Linked DNA regions of Rattus norvegicus: region 1 is linked to region 2. Evidence: chromatin contacts called from public Hi-C data. All regions are on one chromosome and are shown on one strand. The core of a region is the stretch at or near the end of the contact, and the rest is flanking DNA. Distances in the headings are between cores, read along the strand shown. Region 1 holds the start of Cdk5 (cyclin-dependent kinase 5). Region 2 holds the start of Abcf2 (ATP binding cassette subfamily F member 2).

Region 1 (2,700 bases), core at 66-2,565, 160 kb before region 2:
CAAGAGTGCTGATAACTTTATATAAACACACCCAGGCACCACGAATCCCTTGACATCCTTCCCCTCACCTTCACAATCTCAGGGTCCAGGTCACCATTGCAGCTGTCAAAATATTTCTTCAGGTCCTAAATAGAGGTGGTAATGAGGAGAAAAGGGCAGAGCTCAACCTTAGTTTGGACTCCTACACCCTCCCAGGATTAATATCCCCCCAAGCCCCTCTTTCACCTGATCACAGAACTCAAACACCAATGTGAGCTTCTTGTCACTATGCAGGACATCATGAAGCCTACGGAAAATGAAAGGCTTAACCAGATCCCCAAGTTGGCCTCTAACATCCCAATACCAGCCCAGTCTAATGAGGAGGTTCAACCTTCTCCAACAGACCTTACCTGACAATGTTTTTGTGCTTCAGTTCTTTGAGTAGACAGATCTCCCGGAGGGCTGAACTTGGCACACCCTACAACATGCAAGGGGGTAGTAGTCACACACAGCCCAAGATAGGCTTTAGACCCCTCCCATGCCCTAGGCCTACCTCATCGTCATCGTCCAGCCTGACTCGCTTCAGAGCCACAATCTCATGGGTTTCCCGGTTTTTGGCCTTGAACACAGTTCCGTAGGTGCCTAGGGGAAGGTCGGGGATGAGGAAGCGGATCCTTCTCAATATCTTAGTGTGTAAGGGTAGGTTTCCAGGGCAAAGGCCAGAGTAGTTTTATGAGCGAGGATGTCAAGGGGAAGGTGCCTAAAAGAGCGCAAGGCTTCAGCTGCAGGGAGAATCTGTCATAAGCTCCAGGGTGGGGGGTAGGGTCGGGAAGTAGCAAGGAGTCACCTAGGAGAGGAATGATGGCCTGCAAGAATGTTAAGGTTGGAGGTTCTGCAATGAATTGAAGCAGGGATTCCAGGTGAGGTTTGCAAGTGATGCTGAGGCTAGGGATGAGAAATGCAGGAAGTGCCGCGGTTAGGAAGGCTGGTCCACAGAGACTGCTAAGGCTAAGAGCAAGAGTTTGCCGCAGATGCTAACACAGGGTGAAGGGTTGGTTTCTGCACTGGGTGTTGGGCTCAGCGGCCAGGGCTTTTGGCCAGTGCTGAGGTCGGAGCCTGCAGGCATAGCTGACGGTAAGGGAGCTGGGACTGCAAGTAGGGTCTTCAGAAAAAGACCTTGCAGGAACATCTCGTGGTTCCATTACCTTCCCCAATCTTCTCCAGTTTCTCGTATTTCTGCATCGCAGCGGCCACGGGGACCCCTGCGGGCCCTCGGTTCTAAGACTCCCGGCCCCGGCGTTGCAGAGGAGGTGGTACCCAAAGCTCCAGCCCCGCCCACTCGCTCACCACGCACTGGCATCTGGGACTTGTAGTCCCGGGGCGGCCATGTTTCCCAAGATTGCCTGTGGCGGAAGGCACGCGGACTACAAGGCCCAACAGGCTGCGCTCGGGCTCTCTGCAGCGCTCAACTCCAGGGACTCGTTTCCATCGCGGAGGCAAACCTTAAACTTCAACTCCCAGGAAGCATCGCGTGTCCGCTTTTCGGGCGTCTCCGCCAAGGCGCGGAGGCTCCCAGTGTGCCCCGCTCTTGTTATTATTCCTTTTCTGTGCTCACAGCCTTCCAGAAAAGGGCCGCTCCCGGACTACGCGTTCCAGAATACAGTGAGGGTGGGGGTGGGGTGCTCTCTGCTTGAAGTTTGCGTTTGACGGCCTAGATCCCGAGCGCTGTTGGCCCGGCTCTGACCTGGTTGGGTGTTTTGAGTCACCAGCGACCTCCTGACACAGCTTCAGCACTAGTTTTCACCTCTCCCTAGGCCACCTGGTGACCCCAGGACTGATTGGGGAATGATTCTGAGCGATGTCTTACTGCTGATGACCTCACAGGGACCAGCTGACCACAGGGCTGGGCAGCGAGACAGGTGTGCCCCGTTAGAGTCTGGATTTGAGTGGAAGGACACACGCCAAAGTCCCCTCTTTCTGCTGGGCCCATTTTATCGTCTCGAAACCCACCGGACTCCAGCGGCTCCACTTTGACATGCCGAGGCCAGCTGACTGGAGCCTGGGTGTCCCCCAGATCCCAGTATTCAGAGCAGGCCCACTGGAGTCAGCCAGGGTGTGGCCCACGAAGACTGGCAGGTCAGTTACTTCCCTCAACAGACAAGACCACAGACAGATGCTACACTTGCAGCAAGCAGCCTTTACCTCACCCTATAAAGGAGTTGATTATAGATTTTTCTTGCACTACTCTCTAATTGTCTCATGATTGCATTCTTGAGGGCTGTGAACCGGGCGAAAATGGCCCCAAACAGCATTCCTCAGCGCCGGAACCAGAGTAGGCGCTAACCTTTTGTTAATTAACTCACTTAAATCTGAGTGCTATTGCATAAACAATATTGTGATTTGCCCACGTGGCAGACTGAAGACGCATAAAGTGAATTCTTTATCTGAAATAATTGATAATTTAGTTGAGAAAACAAGATGACACGCAAAGGGCTTTAAAATAAAGGTGTCGGCTGTGAATAGGATTCCATTCGGCCCGGAGGTAGTTCTAGGGAAAGTGAGGAATCTTCAACAAGTTGTCTTGTTTTCCATCTGTTCAGGGTCACGGCCACCCAACTCCAGCGTCTTTACTCCTCACATTCGCCGGCCACCCCGTTCTCTCAGGCTGACAACGGGGCTTTCTTGGAGCCAGTGGTGTTATTTGGGAAAGGGCCCTGCAGA
Region 2 (2,700 bases), core at 185-2,684:
ATAATCACTATCCCTGTGACATTAAAAGTACCATATGAGCCAGGAGTGGTGGCTCACACCTTTAATCCCTGCAGCCAGGGCTACACAGAGAAACCCTGCTGTTTGCAAATGCCTGCCTCACAAAAAAAGAGTAGCATATGGTAAAGCCTGACATACTCACCACCACAGGTAGGAAGAGAAACAGGAAATAGTAGAAGTTGCCTTCTTTTATTGTCTACTGCAGCACCAAGGTAGATCAAAAACTCCAATCTGTTTGCCACTTGAGTTCAGTTTCCTTGATCAGTAACAAGTTTTAACTCCGTGGGTGTGGGTGCTAGTAATGTTTCATGGCATATAAAGACATGTGTCTGTGGGTGCTTTACTTTGTCTTTTTAAAAAAGAAGCAGCAGCAGCTGCCCAGCCTGGCCTCAAACCCTCCATCTTTTCACCTTAGCCTCCTGAGCGCTGGGATTAAAGGCCTATGCATCTGCATCCAGATTCTGATTTTGGCTGAGACAACCAGCTCAGGAAATTCACCCAACCCACCTCCATCACCTGTGGTCTCTCTGCCATTGGTCTCATTTTTCTCCTCTGCCACCTGAGGTTCTGTGACAGCATCTCCATTTTCTTCATGTCCCTTCCTGGGCCGCTGTCGAGCTTTGGCGGCTTCCTTCTTTTTGGCTGCCTTCTTCTTAGCCAGGTCGGAAGGCATGATGATGAGCCACAGGGGTAGTTACTGTTCTTTCAGGAGTCTGAAGAAAAGCAAACAGATACTCCAAAATTCTAAACTTGCCGGTAAGAATGTCTGAGCCGGATCCCATCCCTCCTTGGAATTTTCCTATTAAGCCTCGAGTGCCCAACTCTTGTCCCCGCCAACTTTCTCAGGGTTCTCACACTCTCTCGACCGCTCCTCCAGCCTCATCTCCTCCCTTGGGGCTCGCGCGCCAATCGCCGCCGCCGGCTTCACTTGGATGCGCTCTTCCCCCAGGGCCTTTAGAGAGGGACCGCTCTGCCCCTCGTCTCCAGTTTCCGAACTTGGCGCTCGCGCACCTCTGCCAGCCGCCTCCTTTTCGGTTCTTCGCCAGGAGTTCGTCCCGGACCTCCCTTCCGCCCCTCTCCTCCACCCTACCGACTGCGGCGTGGTTTCTCTCTGGGAACCACGAGTCCTCCCCGGCGGGTCCCTAAGGGTCTCCGCGCTCGCTGCCCCTAACCTCCCCCACACCCCGTTCGCCGGCGTCTCGGCCTGGGCCAGTTCTTTTCCCTTTCGGTCCTTTTCATCCCGACCCAGAGCTCCCTTCTGCTTCTCCTCCCGCTTCCTGCTCACGGGTCCGCACTCTCCTCCCCTCCGGCGCCCCTTCCCCCTCAACTCACGGGGCCTCGCCGCTCGGCCTCTGTCGCAACAGAGCTGCTCCTTGAGCTCCTCCGCGTGCGGCCGGCTCCCCAGCCAATCACAGCCCCGGGCGGCCCTTGGCGCGCTGCCGCGAGGGTTTCTGGAAAATGTAGTTCTCGAATCGTAAGAACTTAGGGCGGGACTCTCTTCCAGAACTACCACGAATCCCAGGTGTTGCGCAGTTCTCGTGACGTCATCAGAACGCGCGAGGATTCGGGTTGGGGGAGGATTAGAGTCCAAGAGTCCCGTCCTACCAAGCGGGTTTGAAGAGCTGAAAACTGCAAATCCCAGATTGCTCTTTGGAGAGGTGGGCTGGTCGTCCAGACGGTACCCCACCCCTAGCCGATAAATTAACCAGGCTGCTATACTGGTTTAACCAGCAGAGAGTACGACTAAGCTTCCCATCCTGCGGTGTAAGAATTCCGGTCCAAACAATGGGAGAGAAGGAGGAGGGAAAAGAAGAATGAGGTGCTGCTAGCCAAAGGTGGCTCTGAAAGTTAGGTAACCCTTTGCAGACCAAGCAACGGAGCTCTGTGTTCGAGAAAGGTGTCCTAGTTTCATGGAACCAAAATTGCAGAGCCTAGTCTATCGCTAACCAAACTTTTTGAAATTGCCAGACGTTCTGAACCTTAGTATCTTAGACAAGAGTTTCTGGGTTCCAACAGAGCCATTCGAGTGTGATGGAAAAAAATCTAAAGTAAAAGGACCCTTTTTTTGAATTTAGCTCTATGGACACTTAGCTATGACTTGTTTCATTTCCTTTGAGACAAGTCAAAAATCTATAACAGACTTAGTGTTAGGTCCATTATTAACTAGATCTGTAGCCTCAAAATCAAGGCAACTCTTTACGACCCTTGTTACCTGTCCAGGGTCCTGTGCACTGGTGCCTTATTATTGATGACACTGTAGGAAGCAAACTTAGTGCCCCTGAGTGCACTCTCAGTAAGTGAGCTCCTTTCCCTCTAAGGTCGCCATGTTCTCAAGCTAAATAGAAATTAGGCGTGAAGATCATTGAGGATGGACATCACAAGCAGCTTCAGAGACTGCCTCTTGAAGGCAGTGTGTCTTTGGTAGCACACTCATTTTAAGAAAGAAGAAAAGGGACTGGAGAGATGGCTCAGAGGTTAAGAGCACTGACTTCTCTTCGAGAGGTCCTGAGTTCCCAGCAACCACATGGTGGCTCACAACAGTCTGTAATCTGTAATGGAATCTGATGCCCTCCTCTGGTAGTCTGAAGGCAGCTGCAGTGTACTCATATATTAAATAAATGAAAAGAAAAGGGAGGATGAAGGGAGGCTTTGTGTACACACACACTTAAAAAAAAAAAAAGA

Evidence for each region. Hi-C and Micro-C count contacts between places; a contact is called where the count stands out from the background.
Region 1: a Hi-C map of liver shows a contact between it and region 2, with 3 times the contacts expected there. The contact joins the promoter of Cdk5 here to the promoter of Abcf2 in region 2. A contact is called at or near these places in 3 of 12 Hi-C or Micro-C datasets (frontal cortex and liver).

The regions. Positions count from the first base shown.
Region 1 is chr4:11,645,739-11,648,438 of GRCr8, reverse strand. Cdk5 (cyclin-dependent kinase 5) reads right to left here and starts at 1,315. Exons shown (of 12, transcript NM_080885.2): 1 at 1,185-1,315; 2 at 533-621; 3 at 390-457; 4 at 226-286; 5 at 69-125. The coding sequence starts at 1,221. It also overlaps a transcript of Slc4a2 not described here.
Region 2 is chr4:11,486,056-11,488,755 of GRCr8, reverse strand. Abcf2 (ATP binding cassette subfamily F member 2) reads right to left here and starts at 1,434. Exons shown (of 15, transcript NM_001398837.1): 1 at 1,351-1,434; 2 at 526-731. The coding sequence starts at 691.